2 separate regions of the Hordeum vulgare genome follow, and region 2 is linked to region 1. A link is a contact called in public Hi-C data. All regions are on one chromosome and are shown on one strand. Each heading gives the region's core, a stretch centred on a gene start, on an enhancer-like site or on the middle of the called end of the contact. The rest is flanking DNA. Distances are from core to core; before and after follow the strand shown. Region 1 overlaps LOC123427277 (cytokinin dehydrogenase 8-like). Region 2 has its middle 19 kb from the start of LOC123430547.

The links. A called contact is a pair of places that touch in the nucleus more often than the background predicts.
Region 2: a Hi-C map of leaf shows a contact between it and region 1, with 3 times the contacts expected there. The contact joins two enhancer-like sites. A contact is called at or near these places in 2 of 6 Hi-C or Micro-C datasets (leaf and seedling) and 1 of 1 datasets of contacts at active chromatin or transcription factors (embryo).

The regions. Positions count from the first base shown.
Region 1 is chr2H:563,127,956-563,131,021 of MorexV3_pseudomolecules_assembly, forward strand. It overlaps LOC123427277 (cytokinin dehydrogenase 8-like), which reads left to right. Exons shown (of 5, transcript XM_045111284.1): 5 at 729-1,405. The coding sequence ends at 1,077. Among protein-coding and RNA genes, the nearest start is that of LOC123427277, 4.6 kb to the left of the region's middle. Within about 2 kb of position 1,471, at least 3 of the 3 cell types and tissues checked have open chromatin away from gene starts, as enhancers often do. A contact at or near this core is called in leaf, where this site is marked.
Region 2 is chr2H:563,604,855-563,607,920 of MorexV3_pseudomolecules_assembly, forward strand. It overlaps the pseudogene LOC123427281. Among protein-coding and RNA genes, the nearest start is that of LOC123430547, 19 kb to the left of the region's middle. Within about 2 kb of position 1,472, at least 1 of the 3 cell types and tissues checked has open chromatin away from gene starts, as enhancers often do. A contact at or near this core is called in leaf, where this site is marked.

The DNA of each region.
Region 1 (3,066 bases), core at 221-2,720:
TTGCATGCATGGCACTCCTATCCCTTGCGGCTGTAGCAGACTACCTAGCTAGCCGCACTGTGAAATGATACTGTCTTCAAGTGCTCTAGCATCTCGCAAGTTGCTTCCAGCAACAGTGCACACCTATGGCGGCTACGGTCTGTTGCCTGTCCCCCTTCCCCTTCCCGGTCCCGGTCCCGGTCCAACCCTTTCTTCTCCCCGCCTTGACGCTCCTGCCTGTCTCATATACTACTGTACAGGCGTACAGCGATGGCCCTGTAGTACAGTTACTTTGGCGTACAGTTCTGTACAGTCACACAGGCACGAGTGAGTGATTTAACTTTTGTTCGCATGTGTCATGTGGTCACTTGAAACGCCACAACTCTGCTCGCGAGGCCCAGAACCCCAGATTTGCAGATCCACGAGCGCAACCGCGCCCTGTCAGTTTGGCAGGCAATCAATTACGAGTAGGTTCTCCGAACCCAAAATCCTCTGAACCTGACATGATCCGGGTGATGAAGAGATGTCTCGCCTCTCCTCGACAGCAAATCTGCAATGCCCCAGTATCAGCACGGGGCTGCACTATGCCAGTGCACTTTACTTGCCACTCTGGGAAGTTTTTTCACGTTCCATTTCCATCCATTTAACCAAATCAAACACGGATGAACGACCGAATGCACTGAGCCGATCATTGTGTGAAGTGCTGCTTGTGGGTGTCATTAACCTTGTTTTTTTTTTTTTTTGGTCAGGTGGGACAGGAACACGTCGGCGGTCATCCCGTCGGCGCCGGACGGCGTGATGTACATCTTCAGCGTGCTCCGGTCGGCCGACCCGTCGCGGTGCGGCCGCGGCTGCGTCGAGGAGATGCTGGAGCAGCACCGCCTGGTGGCCGACGAGGCGTGCCGGGTCGGCGGCGGCGGCGGCGGCATCGGCGCCAAGCAGTACCTTGCCCGGCAGCCCACGCAGGCGCATTGGCGCAACCATTTCGGGCCCAGCTGGGACCGCTTCCAGGCCCGCAAGGCCCGCTACGACCCGGTGCGCGTGCTTGGGCCTGGCCAAGGCATTTTTCCCTGGGCGGATTCTGCGAGCTCGATGTGATAGCTCGCGTAGAAGACATAGACTCGTAGAAACGGAAAATTTCAGCATGGTTAATTGGTAGGTGTCCTTTCTTGTAGGGAAATTGGTAGAGTTCGTTCTTTCCTTTTTTTCTTTCGTTATATTTTTATGATGTGTTTAGCTGTAGCTGGTAAGTGGGGACGCCCAGATCATTTGGTAAGACCAGAGTATCTCGTCTCACCCTATCGTATCATTACGCTCTGAGCTGGTCGTTAGTTAAGGCCCACGGAGAATGGGACATTTGTCTGATTTGACATGCCATCACTTGATGTGAAAGTTCTCCATGCCATCACATAGTATTATTGCCATATACGCATGCTGTTTGATGCCCCCTGTGTGCTTCGAAGAGGCCACAGAAGCTGCCGTCCCGGTTCCGAAGACCGCCACCAATATCGTTTTGCCACGCTCGGCGATGCCCGTTGTCAGCTGATGGGGGCAGCTTTGTTAGCTGGCTGTCGTCGTTATCTATAAAGCAAACCTGGGTCTGGATGTGTTCCAGCAGACAGATCTTATTTCTACAAATGATGTGGTGTTGCAATAATGGATAAGAGAGAAAATTCTACAAAATAATTACAGTTTTTATTATCGAGATTCTACAGTAAATACATTAAGTGGTAATATGGTACTAGTGTGTGACATTATGCAATGTGAATTCAGTAACTAAAGTAACTACACGATGCCCCACGCATTGCGGCAGGATCCTTGTTAAAAATGTATGAATAAGTGGTACTCCCTCCATTCCTAAATATAAGACCTTTTAGAGATTTCACTATGAACTACATACGGATGTATGTAGTCATATTTTAGGATGTAAATTCACTCATTTTGCTCCGTATCTAGTCTATAGTGAAATCTTTAAAAGGTCTTATATTAAGGAACGGAGGGAGTAGAAGATTATAATAAAAGCAAAAACAAATATAAATCTTTTTTACATGACTTAATTTCCTGAAAAAAATGCATAAGGTGGTATGTTTTGTATGAAGAGATAAAAAAATAACTTATGACTTCATGCATAACTTGATGATGTGACATCGTTGCATGAAGAGGAAAATTAGCCAGTGGGCTGTAGCTATTTAAGAATAGAGGATACTCCCTCCGTTTCTAAATATAAGTCTTTTTAGAGATTTTACCACGAACTATATACGGATGTATATAGCATATTTTATAGTCTAGATTCATTTATTTTGCTTTGTATGTAGCCTGTCGTGAAATTTCTTTACAGACTTATATTTAGGATCGGAGGGAGTATCATGCATTACGCACTCTGATACATGTTGAAGCTATAATTCCTTATTATGTATTTCTTGCTGTTATTTATTTGACCCTCATATAGAGTATATATAGGAGTACACCGGAGAGGTTTGGAGTACAAGGCAAATCATTATTGGTTTAAACCAATCATATATCTATCTCTCATTATCTATATCCCAATCACATTTATAGTTCTAACATTCTCCCTCAGTCGTAGCGAAAGTGAAGCGGACGATTGTCACTGAATTTGAAGTCTTGCGCTTATGTCGTCTTCTCCGTTGCACCATCATCAAATGCATCTTTGATGGGTGGCACCTATGGTGATGATTGCGTCCCCTTTTTGTGTCTTCCATGTCTCTCTTCAGTTCCCTCCCGTGGTCACGGTGAGAGTGATGGCGTGGACGCTAGAGACGATGCGGATGTTGTTGACCCGCATTGTTGTAGACGTAGGCATTAATGTCGATGTCGATGTAGCCGATCTTGTAGTAGATGTAGTCAATGTAGTCGTGGTTGATGGTGTAGTCATCGTGTATGAGCAAGCCACGCAAATCTGAGGGCGCAAAATACGCTATGTTGTAGATGATGGAGGTGCACTCGTAGACGATGCAACTTTTTATTAATCTCCTCTAACTTCTTATTACTTGTCATATTGCTTTTAATTATATCCAATCTCCTCATGAGGTGTTATAAACTAATTTCAGATTCTTCGGTATTTATAGA
Region 2 (3,066 bases), core at 222-2,721, 480 kb after region 1:
GTATATTGTGTATTTTCATTTTACTACTCCGCCTGGAATTACTTGTCGTAGAAATGGATGTATTTAGAACTGAAATACATCTAGATACATCCATTTCCGCGACAAGTATTTCGGGACAGAGGGAGTACTTATTATTTTACTTGGACCACATGTTCAGTAATTGGCTAATTGCAAATACGGGTTTGATTTCCACTAAAGAGATATCTAAGAGCTGGGACAGACAGACACACGAGCATACTTTAATATTTAAATGTCTTGAGTTTCGCATAGGTTTACAAAAAGTTCTTGAACATTTCTGTAACTAATGTTAATTTAGACATTCTCCTGCAGTTTAAATCTAAATTGATTCCGTTACTCGATAGTACTATCTATGTGCCTTTTCTGCAGTGGGCTTTTTGATTTATGCTCCAAACTAGTACTAGACGCAAATAACGTTTCTATGTTCCATTCCTCAACTGACAAGCAATATTGACATGTAGGCGTATTCCTTGCTGTATCATCTAATACACGCTATCAGATCATCAACGGTCTGGAGCGAGTAGTTGAGGCATCACCAGTTGCAAAGGGTGCCCCTCCTGTTGCAATGGCATTTACCGTTGGTGTTCGCTTTGCCAATAACATCTATGGTGGAATGCAGTTTATCGATTGGGCTCGATGGAGTGGTGTCCAGTAATGGTGAGTGATCCTGTTATAGTTGTTCATCTTGTCATCTTCTCACCAATAGTACGTCATGGAAAATTAATTCTATACACCTATTCAGTTGTTGATCATCAAGTGCTTCCCGGTGATATCCTACCATTATGTTGCATCATTTGGAAGGCTGTCTAATCATTCCATTCTTTACAAATAATTTTTGCATACCCTAACAAAACATTGAAATTTGCTGTATTTTTCAGGGAGGAATTCAATCAAGAATACAAGGATTTGTTGACGTTTTTCACCTTTGCCGAGAGGCAAGCTGCTGCCCCGTGGTGAAATTCCATCATTTGGAAAAAAAAGTGAAGAATCAGATGGCATTGCAAGGTTGTCATACATGGGCTATGAATAGTATCATTTCAATTACTCTATTTCTGTACTGAGACGAACGCTGGTGTAATTTGTCTAATGCATTGTTTAGTTTATCACATGAGCAATGTGGCTTGGCTGCCCAAAAATAATGGCGTGGGACGTAGCAAGGGTACCTATCATATTGGAAAAACTGAAAAAAAATGATGTGGGATCTATTTTGTGCGAAGGATGTTCCAATTTGTCGGCTAACTTAAACCTCACTGGGTAATGGCAGAAGGACATCTGCCGAAAATGACATGACTGACTCATCCATCATATGACTAGCCGTCGAATGAAGAAGTCCTAGCATGACAAATCACAAGTGAAGGCGTGTTGCAACCCAACTGGCCTAGACCATCCACTTTGAACACGCAATGGTCCTGACCATGGCGGCTATCGCTCTCCTGCCGCTGTTGGTGACGCTACTAGCCACGGCCGTCCGCCGTTGACCGACGAACTGCGGCCTGATCGACTTGTCCTACCCGTTCGGCATAGGCCCCGGGTGCTCCCTGCCCGGATTCAACCTCACCTGCGACGCCAACACGTACAGGAAGCGCCTCTTGCTCGGCAGCCCCAACGTGACGGTGGACTACACGATCTTCGCGAGCGGCTTCGTTTCCTCGCTCGCCGTCAACATCCTGCGCACGTACGGTGCGCATGAGACCCGGCGCCGGGACGTTCTCTGCCCCATGGGACGGCCCCGGCAGGCCGTTCGCCATCTCCGGCGTGTCCAACATGCCGCTGTTCGTCCTCGGCTGCGGCGTCACGGCCACGCTGCTCGACCGTGGGGCTGCGGTGGGGAACTGCTCCGTGGTCTGTGCCGGGGAGGAGGTCATGCGGAGGCTGCCCAACGGGCTCTGCGTCGGCGTGGGCTGCTGCCGCATCGACCTACGCGTAAACCTCCGTGCGTTCGCGTCCAACCTATCGCGCACCGGCGGCGACGGTGTCAGCCGGGACAAACTCACCTTCTTCGTCACCGGCCGGGACAGGTACACGTTCCGGCCCAGCGATCTGGAGCGTGACATTCACCCCGACATGGTTCCTCCGGCTCTGCTGGATTGGGCCATCCCCGGCCAGCCTGACTGCCGGCGCGCCATGGACGACAGAGTGACATATGCCTGTGTCAGTAACCACAGCGAGTGCCGGGACTCGCCGATCGGAGGCTACCTCTGCCACTGCTCCAGAGGCTTCTCCGGCAACCCCTACGCCGTCGATGGGTGCGTGCCAGACCAAGGTAGTCCCCCCTCCATCTCTGTCATGGCACCTGAATGCCAAACCGATAGCTATGTCATGAACAAGTTTGGATTGACCATTTTCTTCATTTTCCGTCCAACAGTTTATGGCTCCATCCACTCATCCAGCCAAAGACGAACTGTCCGAGGATGTGCGGGAGCGTGAGCGTTCCATTCCCCTTCGGCACAGAGCTGGGCTGCTTTGCGAGGATCCATCTTTACCTGACATGTAACCCAGGGTCTTCTCCTGCCATCCTCCAAATGACCCAGCACTCGCTCGTCACCGACATATCCATCGACGAGGGCGTGTTGAGGATTCAGAAGCGGTCCGACTCGGGTGATTTCTTGAGGGATCGAGACACCACGCTCTACTCATTCTCCGGAGAATCTGGCATGGTGAAGTGGGCTGTGGATGACCCGACGTGCAGGGAGGCGATGCTGAGCAAGGAGTACAGGTGCTTGAGCGCTCATAGCCGCTGCCTAGAGGTCACCGACGACAGAACAAGCAAGCATGTGGGATACAGGTGCAAATGCTCTTCCGGTTTCCAAGGAAATCCTTACCTCCAAGGTGGATGCACAGGCAAGTCCTTGATCTATATATATGCTTAATTTTCCTACTCCGTGGAATGGTTACCGCGGGATTCTGATGGTGCTTGGTGCGATTTGCAGATATCAACGAGTGCTTGCAGTCAGATAAACACACTTGCAATGGAGTCTGTCAGAATACCCTCGGAAGTTTTACTTGCTCTAGTTGCCCGCGCGGGACAGATTTTGACACAACTGCCAG